7 separate regions of the Mus musculus genome follow, and regions 1, 2, 3, 4, 5 and 6 are each linked to region 7. A link is a contact called in public ChIA-PET, Hi-C and HiChIP or PLAC-seq data. All regions are on one chromosome and are shown on one strand. The core of a region is the stretch at or near the end of the contact, and the rest is flanking DNA. Distances in the headings are between cores, read along the strand shown.

Evidence for each region. Hi-C and Micro-C count contacts between places; a contact is called where the count stands out from the background. ChIA-PET counts read pairs in DNA pulled down with a chosen protein or histone mark. HiChIP or PLAC-seq counts read pairs in DNA pulled down with a chosen protein or histone mark.
Region 1: a contact with region 7 is called in a FOXA1 HiChIP or PLAC-seq map of pancreatic cancer cells. The contact joins the promoter of Kdm1a here to the promoter of Cdc42 in region 7. A contact is called at or near these places in 2 of 39 promoter capture datasets (the C10 cell line and hippocampal neurons) and 2 of 115 datasets of contacts at active chromatin or transcription factors (microglia and pancreatic cancer cells).
Region 2: a contact with region 7 is called in an RNA polymerase II ChIA-PET map of memory CD8 T cells, with 12 read pairs. The contact joins the promoter of Ddost here to the promoter of Cdc42 in region 7. A contact is called at or near these places in 1 of 39 promoter capture datasets (liver) and 2 of 115 datasets of contacts at active chromatin or transcription factors (bone marrow-derived macrophages and memory CD8 T cells).
Region 3: a contact with region 7 is called in an H3K27ac HiChIP or PLAC-seq map of microglia, with 8 times the contacts expected there. The contact joins the promoter of Pink1 here to the promoter of Cdc42 in region 7. A contact is called at or near these places in 1 of 484 Hi-C or Micro-C datasets (B cells) and 2 of 115 datasets of contacts at active chromatin or transcription factors (microglia and pancreatic cancer cells).
Region 4: a Hi-C map of embryonic stem cells shows a contact between it and region 7, with 3 times the contacts expected there. The contact joins the promoter of Luzp1 here to the promoter of Cdc42 in region 7. A contact is called at or near these places in 2 of 39 promoter capture datasets (hippocampal neurons and second pharyngeal arch cranial neural crest), 1 of 484 Hi-C or Micro-C datasets (embryonic stem cells) and 3 of 115 datasets of contacts at active chromatin or transcription factors (bone marrow-derived macrophages and embryonic stem cells).
Region 5: a contact with region 7 is called in an RNA polymerase II ChIA-PET map of memory CD8 T cells, with 7 read pairs. The contact joins the promoter of Eif4g3 here to the promoter of Cdc42 in region 7. A contact is called at or near these places in 2 of 115 datasets of contacts at active chromatin or transcription factors (memory CD8 T cells and microglia).
Region 6: an HNF4G HiChIP or PLAC-seq map of pancreatic cancer cells shows a contact between it and region 7. The contact joins the promoter of Sh2d5 here to the promoter of Cdc42 in region 7. A contact is called at or near these places in 1 of 39 promoter capture datasets (pre-B cells), 1 of 115 datasets of contacts at active chromatin or transcription factors (pancreatic cancer cells) and 1 of 9 other capture datasets (adipose tissue).

What each region holds. Positions count from the first base shown.
Region 1 is chr4:136,600,883-136,604,813 of GRCm38.p6, forward strand. Kdm1a (lysine (K)-specific demethylase 1A) reads right to left here and starts at 1,841. Exons shown (of 20, transcript NM_001347221.1): 1 at 1,350-1,841. The coding sequence starts at 1,703.
Region 2 is chr4:138,301,912-138,306,050 of GRCm38.p6, forward strand. It overlaps Ddost (dolichyl-di-phosphooligosaccharide-protein glycotransferase), which reads left to right and starts at 2,827. Exons shown (of 11, transcript NM_007838.3): 1 at 2,827-3,127; 2 at 3,244-3,354. The coding sequence starts at 2,968. Kif17 (kinesin family member 17) reads left to right here. Exons shown (of 15, transcript NM_010623.4): 15 at 1-62.
Region 3 is chr4:138,323,931-138,327,812 of GRCm38.p6, forward strand. It overlaps Pink1 (PTEN induced putative kinase 1), which reads right to left and starts at 2,366. Exons shown (of 8, transcript NM_026880.2): 1 at 1,903-2,366. The coding sequence starts at 2,289.
Region 4 is chr4:136,467,146-136,471,206 of GRCm38.p6, forward strand. Luzp1 (leucine zipper protein 1) reads left to right here and starts at 2,616. Exons shown (of 5, transcript NM_024452.2): 1 at 2,616-2,705.
Region 5 is chr4:137,992,013-137,995,847 of GRCm38.p6, forward strand. It overlaps Eif4g3 (eukaryotic translation initiation factor 4 gamma, 3), which reads left to right and starts at 1,444. Exons shown (of 35, transcript NM_172703.3): 1 at 1,444-1,615; 2 at 1,970-2,132.
Region 6 is chr4:138,249,124-138,253,205 of GRCm38.p6, forward strand. It overlaps Sh2d5 (SH2 domain containing 5), which reads left to right and starts at 1,288. Exons shown (of 10, transcript NM_001099631.1): 1 at 1,288-1,385.
Region 7 is chr4:137,355,600-137,359,793 of GRCm38.p6, forward strand. Cdc42 (cell division cycle 42) reads right to left here and starts at 2,160. Exons shown (of 6, transcript NM_009861.3): 1 at 2,047-2,160.

The DNA of each region.
Region 1 (3,931 bases), core at 591-3,090, 760 kb before region 7:
TTAAGCCACAAGATAAATTTAGGGCCAATATAGTTTCAAAATAAAAAGGAGGACTGGGGCTATAGTAGAGAACCTGTCTAGCACATAAGAGAGTCAACTCCCCAGCACAGCAGGAGAGAACAATGTACAAGAAGCTACCTAAGTCACACTACTTAACACTTGTATTTATCTTGCAGTGCTACAAACAGAAACACAAATTCTCAATTCTGCTTGGCCAGTCCTGTGCCATTCAGCCATATCCTTAGACTACTTTCTTTTTTAAAGATTTATTTATCTGAGTACACTGTAGCTGTCTTCAGACACACCAGAAGAGGGCATCAGATCCCATTACAGATGTGAGATGGTTGTGGTTGCTGGGAATTGAACTCAGGACCCCTGGAAGAGCAGTCAGCAGTCTTAACCACTGAGCCACCTCTCCAGCCCCTTAGACTACTTCTTGTATTTATTACAAACCCATATGTATTTCCAATTTCCCCATCAGATTAAGCATCTCTGGTTAAGGCTAATACTGTGCAATAAAGCCACACCAATGCTTAGCAAGGTTACTGACCCAGAGGGTTGTTTGTTTGTTTGTTTGTTTGTTTCAATATCGAATTACACCTTGTCAAAACACCAAACTCTGAAACTGCAAACCTCTTTTTACTCATTCTTAAAATGAAGCTAACAATACCAGTCCAGTGGTGTTTGGGAAAACGAAAAACGCTGGCCCTGTGCCAAATGCACCATCTGGCATACTGGGGTGTGAGACAGAGGTTATCTGTGGATAGTGTTGGATTTGATGCCAAATCTTTATCTTTATATTCGCCCCGTGTCCAACTGGTATTCTTCATTCGCTTCCACAATTTGAAAAAGTCTACCCGGGCCCCAAGAAAGCGCTGGCCTCCAGGCCTGACAACCTCAGTTCGATTCCTTAGCATGGCGGAAAGACAGGAAGGACTCAGGCGAGCTATCCTATGACCCCAACTCGCACACGCACAATAAACGATTGGTTTTTGTATATTTTATTATTTTATCTTTAAAAAAAAGAAAGAAAGAAATAAGAGTCTACGCGTACCTGGCGTACAGCAAGACCTTTCAAAAACAAAGAAAAAGTCTCTTTCTTTTCATGCAGCTTGACTCTTAGAGCATCACACCCATCTCCCCGGTGTACACAACCCAGAAGCCGTCCGCCGTCCGCACACATCAGACACACAGGTAGACAAACGCGTCGGGAAGCCATCTTTCCCAGTCAGACCATCAGGGTCACACCCTCCAGCGCCCGATACACCGGGTCCCCGCACAAAGGCCGGGCCTCCCCTCCCCCGGCCCCACTCCGGTCCCCGGGACCAGCGGTTCGATCACGGCCTCACCTTGGCCCGCTTGCGCCGGCTGGTCCGTCGGCCCTCCGGGGTCTCGGCTATTCCGGTCTCCATGGGCGTCGCGGAGCCGGGCCCGGCTGTGGGCCCCGCCTGGGGCCCAGCAGACCCCGGCGGCTCGGCTAGGCCCCCGGGCGGCGAGGCCCGCGGAGGCTCCTTCTTTCGGGGAGTGCGCTCGCCCGCCGCCCCCGTAGCCATGTCGGTGGGGCCCGTCAGGCCCGCGGGCGGCGCGGCCACCTCAGAGCCGTTCTCGGCACCGCCCGCCGCCCCGGACCCGGCCTCGGTCCCAGCAGCCGCCGCCGCCGCCGCTGCCGCTGCCGCCGCCGCCGCCTTCTTCCCAGACAACATCTCGGGCCGCCTGGCCGCCGCGGGCCGCAGGGGCCGATCGGTCTGCCGCTCCGTGGGTCCGCAGCCGCCTCGCGCCTCTCCGCCCCGCACCTCTCACGCTCCGTGCGAAGCCAAACACCCCCGCGTGCGCACGCGCCCTGCGCGCTCCCGCCGCACCAGGACAAAAAAGCAGCCGCTTGTCCCCGGCTCAAGACCAGAGAGCGACGTCCTGGAGGCTAGAGCGGCGCCGCAGCTCCGATCGCGAGGCTGACCTAGAGCGCCCCCTGCGATTGGGAGTGCGACCCAGCATATCCGCCTGACTTCGGGTTCTGAGCCCGACCGTTTTCATCAAGGACTCTCAATATTCACCCCATACACTAGTCACTTCAACTAATAACATTCACTCTCCCTGCAGGACAAGGGGTGGATTATGGAATTCCGGCTTTCAGAGGGCTTACTACCTAATTGAGACAGGGGAACACTCTGAAGTACAACTTAATTAATGATCACTTAATTATCCTGTGCTCTGTAACTCAACCTTTAGAGCACTGGCCCAGAATGTATATGGCCCCGAGTTATCCCTAGAGCTAGGGAAACTAGCTTCATAATGGCCCTGCTTGGACTGTGGGGAAATAAAGAGTGCACGAATTTCCACGGTAATAAAATAGAGAGAAATGAGGAATTTCTGGTTTGAGTCAAAGTGGACTCGCTCTTGCCTCCAAGCCGTGTTTATTTTCTTTCTTGAGGCTGCACATGCTCGCCACCATGCCTCCTCCTCCATGCCTCTCATCTCCAGGCGCATAACACTTCTTCAACCTAGGTCAGTTCTTTCTTTTCTTTTTTTCTTTTTTGGGGAGGGGGGTGGGGGATTGGTTTTTCCGAGACAGGGTTTCTCTGTATAGCCCAGCCTGTCCTGGAACTCACTTTGTAGGCCAGACTGGCCTCTAACTCAGAAATCCACCTGCCTCTGCCTCTGCCTCCCAAGTGCTGAGATTAAAGGCATGTGCCACCACTGCCCGGCTTGGTCAGTTCTTTCTAATGTTGTGAATGTGGGTGTTTTATTCATGAGATGTTGAGATGTATAGGATGTTGGGGGGCTATGAGATATTCACCAGAGAAGAATGCAGGCATGGGTTTAAGCCAATAGAAAGTATTTACTTGGGGCCTGGGGAGATGGGGGGCTGGAGAGATGGCTCAGTGGTTAAGAGAAGTGACTGCTCTTTCAGAGGTCCTGAGTTCAATTCCCAGCAACTACATGGTGGCTCACAACCATCTGTAATGGGATCTGATGCCCTCTTCCGGTGTGTCTGAAGACAGCTACAGTGTACTTAGAAATAATAAATAAAACTTTTTTAAAAGCTTCAGTTAGCCAGAAGCAGAACTACAGAAGCCAAAAAGCAAGGTCAGTCCATTTCCCAAAACTACGGACTTAAATGGATTAAGCCTTTGTTTTAGTTTTGGCAGGTGGTACTGTCTATGTGTTAAGTTTTACAGCTTAAATGGTATTTCCACCATTGAGTTAACTGTGGTAAGATCTTTCAGCCTACTAAGATTTGGGGCCCTGTTACAGGGTTTTGCTGGTTTGTTTAATTCTTCCAAGGTGATGAAGTTGAACACAGAACAGCAGGAGGAAGGTTGCTGGAGGAAACTCCATACCTTGATCGGGGTGATGCTTACAGAGGTGTGAGTATTCACTAAAATTCACTGAACTCTGTGAACAAAATAGACTTTAAAAACAAAAACAAAAAAAAACTAGGCCTGAAGGTGGTGGTGCACGACTTTAATCCCAGCACTTGGGAGGCAGAGGCAGGCAGATCTCTGAATTCGGGGCCACCCTGGTGGTCTACAGAGCAAGTTCCAGGCTGACCAGGGCTACACAGAGAAACATTATCTCAAAAAACAAACCAAAAAGCAAAAACAGTACGCAGGAAGAAAAAAAAAATGTGTTCACAGGACCACGTATGTCCCATGTGTGAAGTATGTTTTCATGGTCACAATTAACAAAATTGGTGAGTGTGGTAGAATTATATTGAGGGGTTGGAGAAAGCTTTGTGAGGAAGAGAAGAGAGCAGTTTAGAGAAGAGTTCGTAATGTAAGGAAGTCTAGGGCTAAATCCTGCTCTTCCATCATAAGCAGGTGATATGATATATGGTGTAAAAGATGTGAGCGTATTACTCTCCCGTCCCCCTGGCTGCAACTGTTCTGCTCCCTGCCTCGATGGATTTGAACTAGCTTAAAACAGTTCAAGG
Region 2 (4,139 bases), core at 1,577-4,076, 950 kb after region 7:
GACAGCAGTCCAGAGAAGGTGATTTACAGAAAGCTGCCCAATAAACTGCCTTTTGGAATAAGCGCCCTTTCCCAACCCTCTGATGCTTCCTGGGGCCTGCCCTGCCATCCTGTAGAGAGACTGGGTCACTGCTTGCAGCAGCTCTAGAGGTTCTGTCACCAGCACAAGTGACTATACAAGCAGAACCATGCCTTGCTGAGGCAGAAATGGCCTGGTTTGTAGTGTGTGTATTTGTGTCCATGTATGTATGTATGTATGTATGTATGTATGTATGTATGTATTCATGTGTATGTGTGCATGTGTGTAGATCAGAAGGCAACCTCAGGTATCTTTTCTCAAGGACTCTGCCAATCGAGCTCTCTCTCCAGCTTCTGTGTGTGTGTATGTATATGTATGCACGTGTGTGTGTGTGTATATATATATATATATATATATGTGTGTGTGTGTGTGTGTATATGTACACGTGTGTGTATGTGTATATATATGTGTGTGTGTATATGTATATGTACACGTGTGTGTGTATGTATATGTACGCACGTGTGTGTGTGTGTATATAAATATTTTTTATGGGGGCACATGTGCTATGGTATGCATGTGGAGGTTGGATGGTGACCTGTGGAAGTCAGTTTCTTCCCTCTGCCATGTGGCCCCAGGGATTGAATCTATGTCATTAGGCTTGGCAGCAAGTGTCTCCAGCCACCAAGTACCTCCCCAAACCACCCAAGCACACTCCCCCCCTTTATTGTGTGTGCCTAAGTTGGGGACATGTGTCGTGATGCTTGGACGGAGAGGAGAGAGGCCAGCTTCCAGGATGGCTTCTCTCCATCCACGGTGGCTTCCGGGGATTGAGCTCAGGTTTGTGCAGCAGGTGTGGTTACTGCTGTCCTGCCAGGCTTCAGGGACCCGAACTGGAACTGTGTCCTGACATAGCCAGAAATGAATCCAGGTTGCCATGACAGCCCTCCCCTCTGTATTCCAGCATGACCTCGGTGGGCCCACAGTCAAGGGAGCTGACAGTTCCTCACCACCTCGATAAACGAGAGCTGCACCCACTTCGTGGTATTCTGTGAAGGGTTAGAGTATGTGCTAGCTCTGTACTGAGCTACTCTGCCCTCCTCCTTATACCAGAGACTTTGGTAGGCCTTACTTACTCTTGGGCCAAGGAGTTTTCACTGAAGCAGCCAGGGTACAGGGTCAGACTACCAAAGGCCACTGCAGTAGCACCAGTCAGGGGAGGTTGCTCAGGTTTCTGAGGGAATAAAGCCCCACCCACCACCATGGAAAAGCAAAGATACAGATCTCAGGTGGGAGTCCTGGGGAGGGCGGGCACCTGTGGAGGGAGCTGAAAGGGCAACAGGTGCAGATGGGCAACTCAAGGGTGTGTGCGAAGGTTGGCAGTACTCAGAGCAGAGAGCAGAGGCGGTTGAAGCTATAGGGAGAGGTGTAGGTGGGTACCTTGAAAGGGTGTCCTAACAATGGCACATCCCTAAAGTCAGTGTCACTGAGTGGTGTGGTTGGGCTTCAGAGAAGTTTAGGAACGATAATTATTATATGGAGACGGTCACATCCAGCTGGCCTGGGACTTGCATGTAGCTGAGGACAACTTTGCACTAATTATCCTGATGTTTGTATCTCGAGTGCTGAGGTTACAGCTGCCAGCTGCCATGCCTAGTTTTCTATGATACTGGGCATCAAACCCAGGCCTTCCTGCAATCTAGATAATGCATGCATCTTACCCACTGAAGTACACATCCCTAGACCTCTACGTTTTATTTCTGTCCTGAATCTTGGGTTGGTGTGTGTGTGTGTGTGTCAGAAGACAACTTGCAGAAGGCCGTTCTCTCCTTCCACCGTCTGGGGCCCAGGGATTGAACTCACGACGTCAGTCTTGGTGGCAAACAAGCACCTTTATCAGCTGAACCATCTTGCTGGCACCCCATGTTGGCTTATAGACAATTCCGCTAGGCACCACGCAGCAGCTTGGGTAGCCGCCAGCCAGGTGCGAGCCAGGCGTGTAAGGACTCCTCTCGGCTAACCTGCCTCTCTCCCTATCTCCTATTCTCTCCTCTCTCCCCCCAGATGTTCTCAGCTGGCCTCTTCTCTACCATTCTCTGTTCCCCTTTTCGGTCTCTACCCCGTCCCAAGTCCCCTTCCCTTCCACCGACGATAAATCGTCTTTACACTAGGTCTGTCGCGTGGCTTGATTGTTCAGGGGATCACCTTGGCCGGCCAGCCAAGTTGCTCCCTCCCGCCGCATTATACCAGCTCTCAATATGTGACCCCAGCAGGCCTGGACTCACTATGTGGACCAGGCTGGCCTCGAAGTCACAAAGATCTGCCTCTGCCTCCCACTCGAGTGCTGAAATTAAAAGCACGAGCCACCAATCCTGGTTGTGAAGAGCCTTTTGATCACTAACCTTCTCCTTGGCCATCCACCCTGTTTCGGGCCTGGCCAGAGCCTATTTCCCCACCTCATTGCTCTCAAGAGATAAGGGCCTGCTTCCGAGCCCGTTAGACTAGCGACAGGCGAGGAATTCACCCCTATCTGGTCCTGGTAATGACAACTGCGTCCTGGGGGAAAAGGGGCGGCTGCCTAGGAAACGGAAAATCTGGAGACGCTAGAGGAGAGTTTGAGAGATGTGGCGGGAGCTAGCCTGGGCGGAGGCAAAGGGCGCCCGGCTTTGTTGATTGGCAGCAGCTACGGAGCTGTCTCTCTTGGATTGGCCCTTTTCCATGGGGGAGGCGGAGCCTCAAGTGCGTTTCGCCAATAAGGTACAGAGACTCGGCCTCCGGAGGGCCACTTCCGGTGGCGTTCCCTGCTTCTTGGTCCGTCCCCGCAGCGGCGTGGGCCGCGGGGCCACGGAGTACCCGGACCGCTTCCAAGTGGTACTCCGCCGCTGCGAGCGGCCATTGGGCGGCCGCGAGGGACGCTTCCGGTGCCCAGGTGCTGGCCTGGGCTGCTGGGAGATGAAGATGGATCCCCGCCTCGCCGTCCGCGCCTGGCCCCTCTGCGGGCTGCTGCTGGCCGTGCTCGGCTGCGTCTGCGCCAGCGGCCCCCGCACCCTCGTGCTGCTGGACAACCTGAACGTGCGGGACACGCACTCGCTGTTCTTCCGCAGCCTGAAGGGTGAGCGCCGAGCAGAGCCGAGGGAATGGCCCGGGTTGGGGCGGAGACGGCAGCCCCCTCCGAGGGCTGCAGCAGGGATTCCTCTCCTGACCGGGTTCCGGGTTTCTTTCCTCCAGACCGGGGCTTTGAGCTCACCTTCAAGACCGCAGATGACCCCAGCTTGTCCCTCATTAAGTACGGGGAGTTCCTCTATGACAACCTTATCATCTTTTCCCCGTCGGTGGAAGGTAAGGGCGCGCGTCGCCCCTCGAAATGGGATTGGGGGGGCTCAGGAGACGGCTGTCTTCTTGTTCCTGGGCATGTTCTGGGTCTTGGGGTGAGTTTCGAAGTATAGTAGAGGAAAATGTTAATTGCAGCTTGGGCCTCGGAGATTTCATCCGTCAAAAAGATACAGCTAAGGATAGAGTGCCAAATGTCACCCGTAGACATTTCGCTTCTGGAGAAGGGGGTTTTCTCTAACAAGGGTCCTGATAAAGAAACTCTTGATTTGACTTGCTTGTGTACAAAGATTTGTCACATTATTAACATGGATTGCTGTAAAAAGTCATTCTGCAGGTCATAAGAATACAAATAGATACATACCCATCAACCCTTAAGGCCTGATGGATGTGTTTTGGCTGACCAACACAAGGCTAGTTGGTATTGGGGGTGGTGGGAAATATGCATGTATGTGAGGTTGTGCACACTTCTGTGGACGTGTAGAATCGGGTCACCTACTCTGTCACACTCCTCACTCCCTTAAGCCAGGGTCTCTCACTGAACCTGAAGCTTGCCATTTTGACTAAGCAGGCTGGACAGTGAGCTCTCAGATCAGTCTCTGCCTCCTGATGCTTGGGTAATAGGCACCGCTTGTCATTCCCAGCCCTTACTGGAGACTTGAACCCAGTGACCGACCTGTGGCTGCCTGCTAAGCCATCTCACCAGCCCTCAGAGACTACTGAATGGAGTGAAGATCTGTAACTTACACTTAACTATTTCTGTCTTACAAGGCAGTTGAGTCCACCACTAGACA
Region 3 (3,882 bases), core at 1,116-3,615, 970 kb after region 7:
TGGGCCTGCTTGCCGGTTTTAGATCTGCGAACCTAGCCTGAGCCAACTCCTCAAAATAAGTCCCAGACTCTAATAGACACATCCATTGTTTCTGTTGGTCTGGGTGACCTTGACCAGACAACTGTGCGACTAGAGAGGTCTCTGTGCTATTTTAAGAGTTTAAAAGGCTCCAGAGCTTCCATGTATCCAGTCATAACTCCACTCTGGTTAAATACTAACACGTTAGATCTTCTGTGTTCTCCTGAAATTCCAGCGTTGCTGCAGTTTCTGCTCAGCCTCTCTCCCACTGTTTGGCTAAACAGGAGTGGCAGGCAGTCTGGCTCAGCTGAGGGCCAGCCTTTTGAAGGGTGAACTTTGGGCACTGCCTTTTATCAGCAGTGTGATTTTGAGTAAACCTTCTCATCTCTCTTGAGCATGGACTCCCTGTAAATTAGGATGATGAGTGCACCAAGGAATGAGAGTGGTAGGGGTTTTAGAAGATGTGTATCAAGCATGGTGGTCCATACCAATAATCCCAGCACTTTGGAGATAGAGGTAGAAAGATCAGAAATTCAAGGCCAAGGAGCTGAAGGGGTTTGCAACCCCATAGGAAGAACAGCAATATCAACCAACCAACCCCCCCCCCTCCTAGAGCTCCCAGGGACTAAACTACCAACCAACCAAAGAGTACACATGGATGGACCCATGGCTCCAGCTGCATATGTAGCAGAGGATAGCTTTGACTGGCATCAATGGGAGGAGAAGCCCTTGATCCTGTGAAGGTTCGATGACTCCGTGTAGGGAATGCCAGGGCAGTGAGTTGAGAGTGGGTGGGTGGGGGAGCATCCTCATAGAAGCAGGGGGAGGAGGAATGGGATAGGGGGTTTACCGAGGGGAAACTGGGAAAGGGGATGATAACTTTTGATTTTTTTGGGGGGGGGGCAGGGGGTTTGAGACAGGGTTTCTCTGTATAGCCCTGGCTGTCCTGGAACTCACTTTGTAGACCAGGCTGGCCTCGAACTCAGAAATCCGCCTGCCTCTGCCTCCTGAGTGACTTTTTTTTTTCAATTGGATATTTTATTTATTTACATTCCAAATGTTATCATCCAGCCGGGCTGTGGTGGTGCACACCTTTAATCCCAGCACTTGGGAGGCAGAGGCAGGTGGATTTCTGAGTTCGAGGCCAGCCTGGTCTACAAAGTGAGTTCCAGGACAGCCAGGGCTACACAGAGAAACCCTGTCTTGAAAAACTAAAAAAAAAAAAAGTTCAAGACAAACCTGGGCTACATATACAAATCAAGGCTCTGTCCCCCTTTTATGCATCCCAAAAGAAAAGAAATTTACTCAAAGCCATTTGTTACAGTGCAACAGAGACCAATAATCAGCAGCTTTTAAACCATACTGTTTGCAAAGTGTCGGCATATCAGGCCATCAGTAATGGGAAATAGGTCAGCCTTAATTAACAGATCAATTCCAAGAAATGTATAGTCCAAGTCATAGATAGATTTTAATCTTTGCCTTATCCCCTGATCTACCTACCCCCCCCCCCAAGGTCTAGGCATGTCCTCATGCTCTTAGACACATAACTAAGATGCCACCAGCCACTCAGTCTGGTCCACGAGTACCCCACCCCCTTAAATTGCCCAATCACGGCTCAGAGACCTGCCCTTCCCAATGCCCAGGCTCCTACCACGCCCTGGTTCACGACCCGCCCCTACACCACTAGGATTCTGAGGCTGCCCCAACAACTATCCAACTAACTCCGCCCTTGCTGTCCAATTTGGCCCCGCCCCACCCAGATCACTCACTCTCCTAACCCCGCCTCCTCCTGGCCTAGGCCCCGCCCCGGCCCGGCTGGCCTCAGGGCTACACTCTGGCCCGGTTCGGCCCGCTCCCGGCGCTCCCGCCCACCGCCGCTCTCACCTGGATCTCCTGACAGGCCGAGGCGGCCCTCCGGCCTTCCGCCTGCTTCTCCTCGATCAGCCCCAGCCCCAGCCCGAAGGCCAGGAAGACCGCTCGGCCGCAAGGGCCTGCGCCGCCCCGGGCCCGCACCATGAACTGCCTCTGGATCCGCGCCGCCAGCCCAGCTACCGACTGGCGGAAGAAGCGGTAGCGGTCCGGGAGGGGGAGCCCGACCGGCCGAGGCTGTGCTCCGGGGCTTACGACCTGGCCTGGGCGCTCTCCGCGGCCCCAGGCCGCCGCGGGGCCGGGCTTCCCCCAGCCGAACAGCGGGCCGGGCTTGGGCGCGAAGCGCAGCAGCAGCGCCCGACCCAGCTGCAGGCCTCGGCCCAGTGCCTGTCGCACCGCCATGGTGGCGCGGTGACCGGAGCCAGCTGCCACCGCCACAAACGTCTGGGACAACAACAAACTTCGGGGGCGGCGCCTGTGCGCAAGCGCGGGGGGCGGTCCCCGGCAGTTCTCCTGCGCAGCACGCGGGGGCGCTACCCGCTCATCCCTGCATCCCTTGGTGCAGCTGGTTTGCACTTTGAACCCAGGTCGAGGGGTTGTGAACAACTTCACTGGTCCTGGTTAAGATGAGACGTTGAGCCAGGAAACTAATATTTGTTATCAGTCACCGATCCAGGCCCTTTACACCTGTTAGCTAGTTTGACTGTCCCCCCCATGATATGAGTGCCAATTTTGTAGATAAGCGACTGTGGTGTTTCCAGATTGCTTGCAGGTATTAGAGTTGAGGTTGAAGTTCACACTGCCCTGGCTATCGAGGGAAGACCTTGGCTCTTCTCCCCCACTCCCAAGTGCTCTCATGCTCCTGTACAGACAGGTTGGAGGTTCCGGGGCTTAGATCTTGGAGGGAAATCTTGACCAAAGGCCATAATTTATGCACCAGTGGGTGCAGGAGCTGAGGTCTGAGACTGACTGGGAGACTTAACCAGAAGCCACCCAGATGCTTAATAAATCCCTATGACTTAAACTGCTTGTTACGAATAGCTAGCTGATAATAAGGTTATTAACCCTGTTACTATTTTTACTCATTTTATTTTACTTTATTTGAGACAAGGCCTTGCATAGCCCTGGTTGGCTTGGAATTCTTCCTGTAGACTAGGATGGCCCTCTGGAGTGTGGGGATTACAGGTATATACCACCACATCAGGCTGAATAATCTTTTTGCTTGTCTCTGACTTAAGCATAATTTTGTGTGTGTGTGTGTGTGTGTGTGTGTGTAAAATCACATAATACCAAATACTGGTCATCCAGTGAAATTTTTAATTTTTTTCAAAGCCTATTTTTTTTGGGGGGGGGGGGTGTTGAGACAGGGTTTCTCTGTATAGCCCTGGCTCTCCTGGAGCTCACTCTGTAGACCAGGCTGGCCTCGAACTCAGAAATCCACCTGCCTCTGCCTCCCAAGTGCGGGATTAAAGGCGTGTGCCACCACTGCCCAGCCTTCAAAGCCTATTTTAAATGATGGTTCTTCAATGCTTTAACCTCTCTTTTAACCCACTACCCACCAGAGGTAGTGTTGGGAGCCGCCCCCACATTCGCCGTCACAAGATGGCGCTGACATCCTGTGTTCTAAGTGGTAAACAAATAATCTGCGCATGTGCCAAGGGTATTTTACGACTACTTGTACTCTGCCTTTCCCGTGAACGTCAGCTCGGCCATGGGCTGCAGCCAATCAGGGAGTGATGCGTCCTAGGCGAAATATAACTCTCCTAAAAAGGGGACGGGTTTTCCGCCATTCTCTCTCGCTGGCATCTCTCTGGCTCTGCGCGCCCTGCGCTCTCTCGCTGCCTAAAGATGTAAACAATAGAGCGCGCTCTGCGCTTTGGCGCGCCGGAGCTCTGGCTCCTAAAGATGTAAGAAGGGGCTTTCGCTTTTGGGGCTGGGGGTTTGCGCTCCTAGCTCCTGAAGATGTAAGCAATAAAGTTTTGCCGCAGAAGATTC
Region 4 (4,061 bases), core at 1,366-3,865, 890 kb before region 7:
ACTGTGCCTGGTGGTTTCTCTATAGTATCACAGATTTTACTTAGTTTTGGAAACAGCATCTCACCCAGGCTTTACACAAACTCATAGTCCTTCCGAAGTGTTGAAATTACAGACATGCATCACTGTGTTTGGATTATCACATTTAATTAATCAACTAATTAACTAATTAACTAATCCTTTGGTGCTGGGAATTGAACCTAGGACTTAGTGCTTGCTAGGCAAATGCTCTACCATTGAGCCAGTTTGCCAAATCTAAACAAATACCACACGGATCACCTATCACAAACGGAGGGACAGAGGCTCAGTGAACTCCTGTGAGCTGGGAAATAGGTTTGTCACATCACAACTCGAGTTTCACAAAAATGTGTGAGTTTCATGCCCAGAATCACTAAGGAACAAATGAACAGTTTGCTTATTTAATTAGAGACAGAGAATTATGTAGCCCAGAACGGCCTCAGGCCCACTAAGTTGCTGGGGATGAGAATGGCCTCAGGCCCACCACGGTGCTGAGGATGGCCTTAACTTTGTTTTAAAAAACCTTTATTTTAAATCCCTGTACTCAGGAGGCAGAGGCAGACCTCTGAGTTTGAGGCCAGCCTCCCTTACAGATCTAGTTCCAGGACAACCAGAGCTACACAGTGAAACCCTGCCTTGAAAACATCGACAACACCACCAACCAACTTTATTTTTATTTATTAATTTTTTCATGTGGATGAGTGTTTTTTTTTAAACGATTTATTTATCATTATATCTAAGTACACTGTTGCTGTCTTCAGAAGCACCAGAAGAGGGCATCAGATCTCATTACGGATGGTTGTGAGCCACCATGTGGTTGCTGGGAATTGAACTCAGGACCTTCAGAAGAGCAGTCAGTGCTCTTAATCGCTGAGCCATCACTCCAGCTCCCATGGATGAATGTTTTGCTTATGTGTATGTATGTGTATCATGTATGTACCTGGTGCCTGCAGAGACCAGAAAAGAGTATTCGATCCTTTGGAGTTGGGGCTGCAGAGTGTTGTGAGCTTCCATGTGGGTGTTGGGACAGAACCTGGCTCCTCTGCAAAATGCTCTAACAAATAGGCTATCTCCCCAGTTCTGAACTCTTTCTTTCTTTCTTTGAGACAGGATTTCACTATGTAGCTCTGGTTGTCCTAGAACTTACTATGTAGACCAGGTTGGCCTAGAACTCACAGAACTCTGCCCGCCCTCTGCCTCCCAAGTGTTGGGATTAAAAGCATTTGCTACTATGCCGGTCTCTGCAGTTGAATTCCTGAGTTTTCTGGCTTTACCTCCTGAGTGCTGGAATTAGAGGTATATGCTACCACATCCAACTATGCAGTGTTTGTGATTGAAGCCAGGGCATTGTGCATACTAGACAAATGCTCTACCAACAGAACTGTATCCCCAGCCCCAAAGGGTACTCCAGGTTGGCCCTAAATGTGTGATTCTCCTGTTTCACCCTCTTCAGCATTTGCCTACCAGCGCTCATGGCCATGGATGGCATTATTTTTTAAGACATGTTTTCTTATTTGTAGCCCTGCTTGTCTCAAACTAGCAATGCACCTGCCTGCTGAGTGCTGGGATTAAAGATAGGAATGTGCCACTGCCACACCCAGCTGGAGGTCAACAGGATACAAGTTATAATGTATCCACGGCCCTGTGAGAGCTGGAGTCAATGCCACCAGGTACAGAGAGCAAAGAGGGTTGGTCTTTTTGCCTTGGGAGAAATAGGAGGACGCACACAGGAGATGAGGTGACAAGCAGAAGGGCGGATGTGGGAAAGCGGTGGGTGTGCTAAGGGAAGTTTGGGTAAACTTCAGAGCGTGTGTATGAAGGTAGGAAGTGAGAATACCAGGCCATGGATTTGGCCTTTGTTCCATAGGCAATAAAGAGCTTACACAAGAGGCGTCTCCAGAGACCAGCCATACTCCTGCAGTCAGAGAGGAAGCAGCTCTTAGCCATCTGTGTCCCGGCTTGTGCAGGCTGCTGGGTGCCAGCGCGTGGGAGGGCGCCCACAGAACGTCTCTGAATGTGGCCTGTGCGCTGCAGGATTTAGGTCCTGAGCTACCTTCAAAGTCCACTTCCCCCCAGGGGTTCTCTTGGCCCTAGTACTTTGTACATAGAAGGCATTGGGGGGACTTTTTGAGACCATGTGGCCCACTGCCGATTCCCATTTTAAAGAAGGAAAAGTAAGGGATATAGATGGGAAAGGACTTTCCTGGCAGCACCTGAGGAATGAATGTGGAGCCAGTGGGACTAGAAGTCATGACCTCTGAGCCACGCCCAGTCCCTTCTCCACACTCACTGAGTAAGAGGTGTTTGGTTGAGCGATGACTTCATTTCAGGCCCTAATCCCTTTGCATGGACGATTTTACTGCACCCTCCCAACGTCTCTGAAAGCGTTTCTTTTGAGCGCGGTCTTGCCTTCCAAGTCAGGTTTCCTCCGGAGCCTAGCCCAGGTCCGGGGCACCTAGCTAGGAAGGCAATGAAAACTTGGCTGGGTTCAAACCTTGGGCTTGGAAGTGGGAGGGCTTAAAAAAAGGACCAAAGGAGGCGTGGCCTGGCATACGCCCCGCCCCGGAGCGCTGACGCCACACAAGGCCCCGCCCCTCATTGTCAGTCTGGGGGAGCCTGAGCAGGCGCCGGCCGCTGGGAGCGGAGCGCCGGATCCTCCGGCGGCGGGAGCGCGGGCCGCAGCCGCTGAGGTGAGGCGGCGGCGGGAGTGTGGCGAGGCGGGCGGCCTGGGAGTCCGGCTTGTGTGCCGGGGGTGAGGGGGTCTCGGCCGGGGTGTCCCGGGGACGGCGGGGAGTGCGCGCGGGTTCTGGAAGCGGAGCCGGGAAGGGGAGGTCTCCGGTGGGCCAGCCGGAGAGAGTGTGGCTGGAGTTGGAGGGAGAGACTCAGAGATTTTTTTTTCTTCCTGAGGAGGGGGAGGGACGTTTCTGAGGAGACTGGGGAGACGCCGAGTGAGGGCGAGCGCGGCTGTGGCGGCCAGGGAGGGAGGCGTCGGGGTCCTCGCCGGGCTCCGCGGGGCGGCGAGCCGGGAGGAAGGAAGTGAGCGGACAGGAAGGGCCGCGGCCGGTGTGCGGGACGCGACGCGCGGGGGGCCGGGGAGAGGCCCGCGGCGGCCCCGGGGCGTCCGCAGCTGTCGGCCCCGGGGCTGCGGCCCGCCCGCCCGCCCGCGCGGCTCCCGCCGGCGCGCTGCTCCCGTCTCGCGGGCCAGACCGCCGCGGCCCGGGAAGGAATTCGAGGCATTCGCTTTGTTTAAGTTGCCAGTCGACAGTCCCGAGGACTAATTAATGGTGGAATCTGCAGGGGCACTCGGGTAGCCGCCGGCCCCCTCCCGCCGCCGCGGTGAACTTTCCGCAGCGCGCACCCCGCCCCGCGGCCCGGCAGGGAAGGGAGCCATGGCTTCCCGAAGCGCAGGAATGAAGTGCGGTTTCGGGAGCCGCTTTTGGCCTGCGGCTGGCCAGGCGACTAGCGAGGTGGAAGCCGGCGTCCCGGGCACGGGCACTGGCACGGCGGGGCTGGTGGGTTCCGCAGCCCGGTGGGGACCTCTCCGAGGTGCCTGCGGTTTCTGCTAATTACCTCGCAGGAGCCTCAGCCGGCCGAGAAAGACCCATCTTGCTATGGAGCATCTGTTTCTTCATCGCGTCAGCCCCTTTCCTAACACTGCAGAGCTTGTTGTGGCTTGTTTCGGAAATGCCGAGGCGGGTGCTCACACTTCGGGGTGGGAGAGGGGAAGAGAGCAGGCAGCCCCCCCCCCCATCCCCCTTCACACACCTCCAAAAAAAAAAAAAAAATCTCCGCAGTGTTCTTTAACCGAGCAGCTTGCAGATTCTCTGTCGCACCTTCGATGACTTGAATGACCTTGGGGGAAAGGATTGTGCTTCTGAGCGCCTCGTGGTGGCTTTTCTGTCCATTCAGGAGAAAATAACTCTCTGGACCTCAGTGCCTTTTGGAAGATATTTTTGAGATTTGGGGTTTGTTCAGGGTATTTCTTTTTGTCCTTTTTATTTTATTTTTTTTTCCAACTGCTGTCTGTGGTTCTGGCTTAAGGATCT
Region 5 (3,835 bases), core at 194-2,693, 640 kb after region 7:
CACCCCAACTCTGAAACCCACCAATGTAGCAGGAGTCAGGACACTAATCTTGTTTGTATGTTCATGTGTATGGCGACCAGGGGACAACCTCAGGTGTCTTCTTCTGGTGCTGTCACCTTTTATTCTGGAGACAGGGTCTCTCACTGGCCTGGAACTCATCAGATGGAGTGGGCTGTGACCAGTGAGCCTCAGGGAACTGTTGGTCTTCACCTCAATGCTGGGACTGTATACACCTCTCGCACACCAGACTTTTCCTGAGTGAATTCTGGAGTCTGCACTTGGGTCCTAACGTTTGCAACTCAAGCACACAGGACACAGGACACTAATTTTACCTCTGTCCACGTTGGTCATGTGACCTTGGCAAAGTCTCCTGTCAGCTTTGAGCTGCCTCAAAAAAAATTTTTTTTTAATAGTGTAGATGATAGCTAAACTTCTTTGGACCCCAGAGTCTTCATTTGTAAGAATAGGTATTTACCTATTTCTTGGGATTATATGAGCTAATGCAGTACTCCATATCTGCACAGTTCGGAGGTGTCTGCGACTCCTTTTCTGTCAATGTTACTGTGTCCTGGGGACAATGCCTCTATTGAGGGGCGCAGGTGTGGTGTGCAAAGTGTGAATGGATGTGGGGGGAGGAGACCTTATCCACAGGAGTTAGCCAAGCAAAAGAAGATGGGCAGCCGACTACAGGTTGTAGTCAAAGGCCCCTCCAGTCTTGGGGAAGACTGTGGGAAGATATCCACTCTACAGAGCTTAGGGTCAGTTTCTGGCAAGGCAGGCCATTTTGCATCCTAGAAGGGTAAGGTTCATCCTAGAGAAGGTGGGATCCCGTTTCTGAATCCGCTCCATCCCTTCCCAGCCAGGCGACCTTGGGGCAGTCACTTTTCTTCTCCGGGGCCTCCTCTGCAAAATGGGGCTCCTCGTTCCATTTCGCACTTTGGGCATCTGAGGACGACGTGTCGACATAATGCCCATGGCTGGCGACGTCAAGGGCCGGCGAGTGGCATCTGTTATGTTAATAAGTCCTTGAGGCGGGCGGGTTCCTAACTGTCGGTTTGTGCTCTGGCTTAGCGGTTCCCTCCGCAGCGCCTCGGTTTTTCCGCTCCGCCGCCTCTCGACGCTTGCTTGGCAGGTCTCGACGGACCGCGGCCTCGGGTGCCGTTACTATTGTTCTTCGAGGCTGAGCTCTCTCCCTACAGACGTGCCCTTCGGTCTCTCCCTCAGCTCCGCACCGCGCCGCGGAGATCCTCAGCCGTCCCGGATCACCGATCTTTCCCGAGAAAGAGTGTCAGCTCCTGCGGCGTTCCCGAACAGCGGCCGAAGGCGCTCCCGAGCGCTCCCGAAGAAGCCCGGCCGCTCGCGGTCTCCGGAAATAGCCGAGAGAGCTTGCCACCCTCGGTCTGCCGAGTCCTTCCGAAAAGGGCCGAAAAGCTCCGAGCGGCCGTCCTGCCGGACTGCTGGAGGCGGCCGCAGCGCCATGTTGGATGCTCTGCTCGTTGAGTGAAGAAAATCCGTCCGCATCGCCCGAGCCCCGCTACCGAGAAGGGCGCCGCTTCCCCCGGGGAGGGGGACAGAGACCCCCCGCCGCCGGCCCATGAGGATATTGCCGTGAAAGGTCCGGTCTCTCCGCCTCCTGCCCCTGCCGGGTCCGGCCCCCCCCTCCCCGGGGTCGCGTTGTCACGGAGACCGGCAGCCGGTGGTGCTGGCCCGCGGGGCGGCTGCTGCTGCCCGCGGCGGCGGCGGCGGAGGCGGCGGCGGCGGAGGGCGTGTGTGACCGGTCCCGGCCCCCTCCTCCTCCTCCTCCCAGCCTCCCCCCGGCCCCCCGCTCCCGCCGCCTCCCCGGGTCTGCCCCCATCCCGCCCCTCCGCTGCCCCCGGCCCCTGCACCCCGGCGCGCCCGGTCCCGCTCTGGGGGGGTTGGTGGCTTCGCTTTGCCATGAGTTTACCGCAGAAACCGGCTCTGAAATCAGGCTCAGCGGCTGCAGCAGGAACCGGACCCGGCACCGGAGCGGCGGCGGCGGCGGCGGTACCGCCTCCTCATCCGGCGGCAGCGGCGGCGGCGGCGGCAGTAGCGGCAGCGGCGGCCCCTCCTCACCCGAACATCAGGGCCCTCCAGACCCCGGCGCCCCAACAGTATCCTTTTCACCTTCCGGCGGTCCAGAGCGACCCTCGGTGGGAACCTCCTTGCCTGCCGTCATAGCCCGGCCAGAAAAGGGACGGGCAGCCGCTCTGCTCCCGGCTTGACCCGAGCTTTTGGGGTGCACCGGTGACAGCATTGCTGGGGACCCCGGGACCCTCTGCGGTACCGTGAACACTACTAGCTCCACCGGGCCGTGCCTCTGCAGCTCTTGTGGATCTGGGGGGAACCCTGCCCTTGGCTGCTCCCTCCCCTTTCTTGGGCAGAATTTGCTGGTGCCTAGGACCAGCCCTGCGGGCAAGGCTTTTCTGACTGTTGGGAGGCCCTGCCTTCTGCGGGGCTCGGTAGCCTCTCTAATTATTATTTAGGATTCATAGCAAAGTTTATTGCTAAATTTTCTGTTGGAAACGAATCAGCTCATTCCTGAGGTAAGTTGGGTCTTCAGTCTTTACTGCAAGTGTACAAAAAGCACCCCCCCCCGCTAGTGTTTTGTTTTATTTTATTTTATCGTATTTTATTTTTTTAAGCAATTAGAGTTGTGTTGTGGCTTGTGGTGGAGCCGGCTAAGGAGGAAATGTTACACTGGGCGCTTCCCTGTCTTTGACCTTTCTAAAGGAAGAGGAAGTTAACTCACATTACCCAGTACCCCCAGAAGTCTCACTTCTTCTAAGACTGGTGTTAACGCTGTATATCTTTTTTAAAGGGCTTTAGTAAGTTTGCTGCTCCGTAGGGTGGTGTCTGGAGGGTACCAGGGCTCCCAAGGAAGGGTCTTAGTTTTGAATGTGTCTTAATTTCATGGTATAGAAGTTGGGGCAGCTTTGATTGAAAAATCTTGGTACCTGGTATTTAAGTCAGAATAAAACGTCGAATTCACAGCTCCTATGGAGTAAAGGAAGGTGATACTCCTTTGGATCCCCACTGGGTTTCTCTGTGTAGCCCTGGCTGCCCTAGAACTTGCTCTGTAGACCAAGCTGCCCTTGAACTCAAGAGATCCGCCTGCCTCTGCCTCCTGAATGCTGGGATTAAAGGTGTGCGTTACCATCGATGGGCAAGCAGAGGTGTTGTTACCTATCTGAGAATAACATTTCATCATCTCCCCCGCCCCCACCCCCCATCCTTGGACTTGTGAAAAATGGACAAATGATTTTTGGATGTTCCCAGTGCTGTGTGGTTCTTGTGTTTGACTTGTAAGTGGTGTTGGGGCTAGTCATTTCTGTGTAGTTTGATTCTTGTCTGTATCAATTACTTTGAGAAGGGAAAAACACTTCCCCTTCTTGGGTCACCTCAGGTCATTGTTTGTTTTCTGTCCAGCGTTCTTTCTGTGTTCTTTACATATTGTTAGTCCACATCTTAGTGCTCCAGTGCTATGTGTGGAGTGATTTCATAATGTTCTGACCCTGCCCAGTTCTGTTCAGTTTCTCGCTTGCTCGCGGCTGAGAATGTTGCGTGTTCATGGAGAACCCAGTTGCTTCTGACCCACATGCGCAGCTATTGGCCTGTGAAGGAGCAGGTCGGCCGTTCAGCCTGCTTCGGGGTAGAATTGGGTCGCTTCAGTCTACCTAGCTTCACTTTCATACTTGCTTCGAATTCCGTTCTAATTTTAGGGTTGTTTTTCTTGATGGTCTGTCTGTGTTGGTAGGTTTCTGTCTCCGGACCAAGTGAGTTGTTCCTTACCTGCCTCTTTAAGCTGTTAGGGAGT
Region 6 (4,082 bases), core at 38-2,537, 890 kb after region 7:
AATTTATAAAATTGTAAAATTTTATTCTATAAAAAGTGCATTTTATTTAAAAATAAAATAAACTAAGATGAAGTAAGGAGCTTTAAATATTTCTTTTTAAGAGTTAGGAGGGAGCCTTTTCGTTTTTATGTATCCTGAGTTGCCCGTTTGGTGAACTGAGCTTGCCCCCCCCCTCCCCCCCGTTGCTCCTTCACTGTCCAGGCCTGGAGACTGTTAGGGAGATTCCTTACCATTCTGCACAGGGGAATTGCCAAAGGTCACAGACAAAAGAAATTCAAAATAGCATCGGTATTTACTGACCCTTCACTTACCAGGTCAGTGTCCCTGTCAGGCCTTCCAGTTCTCACCTGGCTGAGTCAGGGGTGGTAATGGCTATGGGAGAGGCCCTGGAGGATTAACATGATTAAAGTGTTAATCTAAGTCCCACTGGGGAGAGAGAAGTGCCTGGTTGTGGGCAACAATCACACCTTATTGTTGCCTCTGGAAAGGTGTTAGGAGCTCTGCAGAGACAAGGGATGCCCAGAGCCGTGCCCTGCGCACTCTGCACTGCACCTGGGAACTCCCCTGAGGCTGCAGATTCAGGTCCACCTTCTCGCGGGCTCTGTCATCTGTCTTGGTGTCCCTCCCTGGGTCTGAACCCTTATGTCCTGGATTTCTGCGGTGTGCCACACGGGCAGTTTCTGATGCGTTCTCTCTGCAGATTTCGGGTTTAATACACACCACGCGCTTGCCTGGCTCGGATTTGCGATTTATTTGGGCCACCTACTGCGCTCCTCACCTAATGGGATCAGAAGAGCTCGCCCTCTCGGCTCTGTGCGCGCGCTGGCTAAATTCACTCACCATTTCCCCATCTAAGTGGATTTCCGTGAGGCCGGAAGGACAAGAGTCACCACTCCTGCTGGACCCCAGCTGAGCGGTCCAATCAATCTCCACCCAGTAAGTGGATTCATGCCACCAAGTCCTCTGCCATTTGCGTGTGAAGGGGTGGGTCTGCAAGGTCATTGAGCGACCGTGCAGACCTAGTGGAGTAGCTAGGTCTGCCCCGAGGAGCAGACGAGTAGCGAGGCCCTGAGCTCACCGAGTCTGGACAGCTTCGTGGAGGAAGAGCGACAAGGAGGAGCCAACCCAGGTCGCAGCGTGGGCGGAGCCAGGTACCCTCGCAGCCTCTGATTGGGCGGCACGGCGGAGCGGAGCGGCTCCGATTGGCTGGTGAGGCCGGCGCCGCGGCCAGGTGATGCCCAAGGGGTCGGATCCCAGGGCCACGTGGGGGGCGCGCGGCGCGGGGGCGGGGGCGTGTGCGGGGGTGGGGCGGGCCCCGCGCTGGGTAGGAGCAGAAGCTGCGGGAAACGGAGCTGTGAGACCTGCCAGGAGGCGCGGTAGCGGTGGTGAGTGCTCCTGGGAACCCTCCGGGGGCTGGGCCGAAGCCGGGAGGGTCTTCCCAGAGCGAGCCGCACCCCCACTTCCCTCCGCCGGCAGTTGCCATCACCTCAGTCCCCGTCACCATACCTCCCTTTCTGGCGCCGGGGCACCTGTGCCCCTCCGAGAACCTAGCGCTGCGTGGGGATGGTGACGCTTGCGAGATCGCTGTCTGCGCTCGCACGCGCTCCGCACCTCCGCTCGCGATCCTTTCCGCGTCTTCCCTATCCAGCCTTGTGTACTCCCCGCGACCAGATAGATTTCGGGAAGAACAGAGGCTGATGAACAGACCCAGGAGGTGGCTGCCTTCGCGGTCCCCTTCACAACTGAGGAACTGGAAGCTGGCAGGCCAAGGTCACATCAGCCAAACCTGCTGAACCCCAGTCCAGTCCCTTGTTGCGCGGGTCCAGGGCCTGTGGAGATGGTAGCAGAAGTGTGCTGGGCTGGGAGCCCAGCCTTTCTAAACAGTTCCATACCTAGCGCCTGAGTTGTTGCAGCTATGAGGCTACTACTGGCTACTTCTGCACAGATACAGACCCAGTGTATACCAAGGATGGATGCCTGCTTGGGGGCCCCATAGACTGTAAGCAGAAGGGTACTGCCTAGCCTCGGCAGAGAGTCCTGGGTTTGCCAGCTCTCCATCCTGTGATGTGTGCCTTTAGTCCAGTAGCTGGGGTCTGCAGGCTTGGGAGTCTCCCAAGTACCCTGAATGGATAGATTGTTGAGTTTTATGGTGCACAGGGCCCTGTGATTGGACGTGAAGTATAGAGTTAACATAGCCAGTCTCCTGCTCCTAAGGAGAACACCCCCCCCCGCCCTCTGGAAAATAGAAGCCCGTATGTGCCTCTGTAGGTATGACCTGGCCGCAGCAGACAAACCCCTGTGGGAAACTTTTTTTTTGGTTCAAAGAGATGAGTTGGGTGTGTGGTCGTTTTCAGGGTTTCAATGAACCCTGGTGACCTCCTTGGTCTAAGGCAGGATCAGACTGGAAGAGGGGCACACAGTTCCTGTTTCTGGGGAGGCTAAATATAAGGAGGCTGGGGACGACGGCCAGGTGCTTGGAGGATGCTGTCCACCCGCCTTCTCTCCCCCCCCCCCCCCCCCCGCTTCTATATGCCCCTTTCCCCCACAGAGGACTGGGCAAGCTGGTGTCTGTGTGTGTGTGAGTGTGAGCTTTGCTGACCCTTGGCTCTTTACCCTGTGCTTGCCAGGCGCAGGCAGGGGTGTGAAGGGCTCTCGTCAGCTCTCTTTGTCTCTTTCGTGATTGCTTTTCTTTTCATTCGTTCCATCCCGCTTCCTTACGGGTCTCATTGCCGGCTATGAGTCTTGTGGTCTCTGCTTCCTTGTTCTCTTCTGCCTGCCTTGGTGATTAGAAAGTGAAGAAGCACTTCACTGCCTCCGGGGGAGCTGCGTCCCCCTGCTGGGAAGGGGCAGGCGGCACGTGGCAAGACTGTGGTCTGCTTTATATAAACAACAGATGTGCCGTCGGGACAGGCGACTGGGAAGTGAGCAGGGTTAGAAGGGAAGGTTGGCAGAGCGAAGGTCGGCAGCAGCCTTGGGGAGGTCTGGGTGGACTGGGGCAGGGGCGGGGCTACAGCCATTGTTTCCCACTCTCCCTGGTTGAAGCCTGGGCTTGAAGGTCACTGGCCAGTAGGGTGGAGGGATCTAAGAGCATCAATTCTAAGGCACCCGAGCTCCTCCCTTTCCAAGTACATCTGCCGCTTTGGTACTTTCAGGCCACCCTACTAACTCCTGCGCTCTCCTGGGGAGTCAAAGCCTCCAGGCCAGCTTCCTTCCCAGCCTGACTTTCACCATCGCTGAGGGGTTCCAGTTGGTGTCACCTGGACAGGAAGTCTTGAAAGTGGCTAGACTCTGCTGTCTTCCCAAGCTCCCTTCTGGCCAGCAGATGGGGGGAGGGGGGCGGCTTGTACCTCATATTACCCAGAGTTTTCAGGAAAGGAAATGAGTGCATAGAGAGGTGGGGCGGCTGCACCAAAGCCACACAGATCTTGTGCCCAGGCCTCTCTGACCTGAGCCAGTCATTGCAAGAAGGCTGGTGAGAAGGCAGCTGGGAGAGGGCAGGTGTCTCTGGGGATGCTGAGTCTGCAGGGACCCCAAGGCTTTCCTCCACTCTGCTTTGCAGTAACTGGTCCATTGATGCATCTGTCCCATAGGACAGTCCTCCACCTCTGGATCTGGCTAAAGGTCCCGGGGGGGGGGGAACAAAAACAAAAATCAGGGCCAGGACGGAATGCAGTTTGTCAATCTCCTGGGTACTTGTCCATTTTCTCTGCACTCCACTTAGCACCAGCTCTTCCTTGGGGTGGGTTGTGGTTTTCATACTGCGCAGAGGGCTTTGGGATTCAGGAAGGGAGTTCAGACTGGGCAAATGAGCCAGCAGCCTTTCAGATGGGTTCCATCAAAGCGAGCTGTCCAGCTCAGAAGCGCCCCTGTGCACCATTCCTGCGCAGGGGCCTGCTATGGCTCCCCACTGTCCACAGGGTAAGGTCTCATTCTTGGGCTGATGTTGAGTAGTAATGTGCGGCCTGTGCTTTGGCAGTCCACCTCAGGTCCCAGCTCGCCTCTTTTGTGCCTTCTTTCTTGCTGCAGTTACCCGCACCCTTCAATGGACAATTCTCAGACTCCTGTTTTCCCTATGAGACGTT
Region 7 (4,194 bases), core at 910-3,409:
GAGTCTAGCCTCAAACTCAAGAGTTTGCCTCTGCCTCCCCAGGGCTGGGATTAAAGGCTAGGACCACTAAGGCCCAATGGAGAACAACTTTGGAGAGGATTCACTCCTTCCACTTTGGGTTCTGGGGGACCCAACTAAGGTAGTCAGGCCTGTTGGACAAGTGTTGTTATCCACTATACCATCTCACCAGCCCAAACTAGTTAATTAAAAAAAAAAAAATGGTGCACATATAAACCTTTTAAATATAGGCTAAAAAAAACACAATAGTAGGTAAGTATTCCAATTTTATATTCCTATATGTCACATTAAGGCTAACAAATTTTGGAAGATTTTGGAAGATTCAAGCTCCACAACTACCAACTACAGAAAGCCAATTTGAATCCACCACTCCAGTATTTTACAAACATCATTTTCTATACAAATGAGCAATAATGGGAAAAGTCTTGTTCAAACATGAGCCACCCTTACAGGGATGCACTGGATATCATTTGCTTTGCAGTGTTAATGTTCTTCAATGCTAGTGTGTACTATAATCAAAGGACACACCATTCTAGTGATCTAAAAATATTACTCAAGTTTTTAGGGTTAGAAATTAAAATCAAGGTTGGTAATTCAAGTAGCTCATTCCTGTAAGCCCAGCTCTTGAGAGGCAGAGACTAGGAGGTCCCTCTATGTTTAAGGTTAACCGGGGCTACATATGGAGACCCTGTCTCAAGATAAAAAAAAAAAAAAAATCCAAAAGCCCTTTTAATGGAAAAACTAAAGCATGCAACTTTGAAGTTGCAATCCTAACAAAGACAAATCAGGGGTATGACGAAATTCTCTTTTCACCTCATTCTTCAAACCATGCACTGAAGTTGGGTTCTTTACATCAAGTAAGTCACAATTAGTGTGGCAAAGAATTGCTCCTGCAATTCACCCGAGTATATAGCCAAGGGGTCCTTTAAAGATCATACCTACACAAGTGGCTGCAGACAGTGTATATTCCCTGACCAAAATAACTTAAACCTAAGATTTTGAACCTTCGGTATTTTAGGTGCATCTCAGGCAGCCTGAAGACAGGCAACAGGATTTCAACAACAACAAAAAAAAATTGCCACCTTACTCTGAACCAATGTGCTGGGTTGACCCACAAAGGCCGCAAGATGCTGTCTTAATTTGAATAGCCCTGACTTGTAGGAGTTAAAACTCTCACCCCTTATGCTGCGATGACGTAATCTTCCACACTGAATTTCTCCCAGAGTTAAAGGGGTGGAAAGAGGAATTTACAAAATAGTAATAATAACCGACAAAGAAAATTTCCTGCTAGGAACGAGGAACTGAGTAAGTGGCCAGGCGGGGTTTCGGGAGGTGCTTAGGCAGGTCCCGGATGGCAAAGAGGCCGGCCCCGGCAGGAGAGCCCCGGGAGCCGCGGGGCAGGAGAGGACACGGCGCGGGGCTGGAGACCGCCGAGGGGCGCAGGCGCAGAGCCGCCCGGTCCGTCACCTCGGCCCCGGCCCGGCCCGGCCCTGCGGCCGCAGTTCCGCTCCCCTCCCCCGCCAGCCGCAACGCGTCCGTGGCGGGGCCGGGGAAGCAGGAAGTCGAGGCCCACAACGGAGAGACAGCCCCCGGCCTCCGACCCCGGTCCGGACCGGGCGTCTCCCACCCCGCGCCCCGGGGCCTCGGAGCCCGCGGGCGGCCGGAGGGGGAGGGGAGCGGGTGGGATGGGTGTGCCCGGTCCTCTCGCCGCCGCCGCCGCCGCCGCCGCCGCTGACAGCTCGGCCGGGCTGTGCCCTCGGCCGCCGCCATCCCCGGCCGCGCCGCGCCGCCATTCCAGCCCTAAGCCTCGCCGCGACCCCGCCTCGCTTCCCTCAGAACCCGGGCCGGCGGGCGCACGCGACCCCGGCAAGCCCTCCCTCGCGGCCCACCGCCCGCAAGCACCGGGATGCCCCTGCCCGCGAGCATCCTCGAGAACCGAGAGAGGACGGGGGGGGGGGGGACACGCGAAGGGGACCGGGCGGCGCAGAAGACGCTCCCGCAGGGAGGCTTCTCGGGCCCCGCACTCACCTCAGCTTCTCCGCCGGGGCGTTGGCAGCACTGCGCGGGGCCTCCTCGGCTGCCGGACAGGGGCACGCGCCTGACGTCAGCACGCAGGGGACGCATGGTTGGGTGCCCGCGGAAGTGGGAGGGACAAAGAGAGAGAAGGGGCTGAGGGCGGCTCGGGCTCCGCCCCTTGGCGCGCACGCGCGCGGGCTGCGTTCCTTGCATGCTCTGGTTGGCTCTCTGCGCCTTTTAACGGTATTTTTTATCCGTAATAAAACTATGAACAATGATGTGCACGGTGTTGTAACTAAAGTTTATTTTGAGTCTTGCAACTTCGTGAAGAAAAGTGTTGTAAATATGTTTTACTTTTATATTTTTGTTTATTTTATTGAGACAGGGTGTCATTATGTAGCCCTTGCTATCCCAGAATGGCTATGTAGACCAGGCTGTCCCAGAACACAGCAATACTACTGCCTCTGCTTCCAGAGTTCTGATATTTCAAGAAATGTACTACCATGCCTGAGCTGTCTCTCTCTTTTTTGTTGTTGTTTTTTGTTTTTTGACAAGAGTTTCTTTCCATGGGTAGCCCTAGCTGTATTGAAACTTGCTGTGGAGCCCAGGCTAGCCTGGAACTCAGAGAATCCCTTGCCTCTGCTTCCTGGGTGCTGGGATTAAAGGTGTGCATCACCATACCCAGGCTACCGGGTTTGTTTTGTTTTGTTTTGTTTTTAATAACTTGAGACGTGATCTCGTTTAGCGCAGCCTGGATTTGAATGCTTAACTAGGTACCAGAGGTTGATCTTAAACTGCTAAGCCTCTACCTCCGAAGTGCTGAGCTTATAGGCGTGCCCCTCCATAGCCTGCCTCTTTGCTTCTCTGAGAGAGGAAGTGACTTGCTGTGCACAGCTTTATCTGTCTGTTTTTGGAGTGGGAGTTGAGTATCACCCTCGGTTTTGTTTAGAACTAAAGACTTTCCCCCTCAAAAAAGTCCTACATTTACTGTCCCTGAGTGCTCTCCCCTGGCCCCTTTGGTTGGATCTGACCTATCAAATCCTTCTCTTCCCTGTCATCTCGGCGCCTGTTGAATAGCTGCCTTCTCTGGCCGTGTACTAGCTGCTGGAGAATAGAGAGCCTAGCCTTCTGTCAGATGCTCCCCAACATTAGAGGAACCTTATCTCAGTAATGTTCTCTTGCGGGCTGGAGATGTAGCCCAGTCGGTAGAGAGCTTGCCAAGAATGCACGAAGCCCCACGTTAGTGCCTCTACCACATTCATAATCCAAGCTCTGAGATGGATGGCTGTAATCCCAGCACTTGGGAGGTGGAAGCAGAAAAATCTATGGTGACCCTTGGTTGCATAGAAGATTCAGAGTGTCCTAGGATACAAAACATCCATTCTCAAAAAACAGGAGGGTGTGTCTTAAGGAGGCAGAACTCTGAGACCTCAGATGTGTGCTCCTGCATCCAGCTTTATGTGGGCCCTAGGGATTCGAACTCAAGTCCTCACACCTGCGCAGCAATCACTTTGCCCTCTAAGCCACCTCCCAGCCTGCAATCTACTTCTTTCAAAGCTGTACTGTAAACATCGTTCTGTGTCGAACGAAGCCCCGCTTATAGCAAGGCTGCATTCTACCCTGTGGGCATTTCCCTATGTGGGCAATCTCACCCTATAGGGATCGAAGTTGTCTAGCCTTTCTCCGATGCCAGGGAGGACCCAGGGCTCACCAGATACTTGGCAAGTGCTCTGCCACTCAGCCACACCCTCCACTCCGATGACCATAAATGGCAACTTGTGATTACAAAACAAAACAAACAAACAAACAAAAAAACCTCATCAATTTCTTTGGCTTGAGAGAAAGTACAGTTTTCTCTGTTCCCAAGGCAGGTTGGCTGTGTCCTTTCTTTTATCCTGCCTCGAAGTCCCATGAATGTCCCAGACAATGTCTGGCCTTTCCACCAGCTGCTGTATCTTGATGGGATGTCACCCAAGTGTTTGGCCTTTCCTCGTCTATTCTGAGGACAAGGACTAACTTTGTCTCTTGGGCTGATTTTTTTTTTGTCAGAAAGTGACCCTTGACCTTGACCTTTCCACCACCCCAAGTTGGAGTGGGGTTACTCCTTGACCCTAATCTACCCCATCCCTTGCTGCCAACCCAGACGCCAGTCTCTCCTGC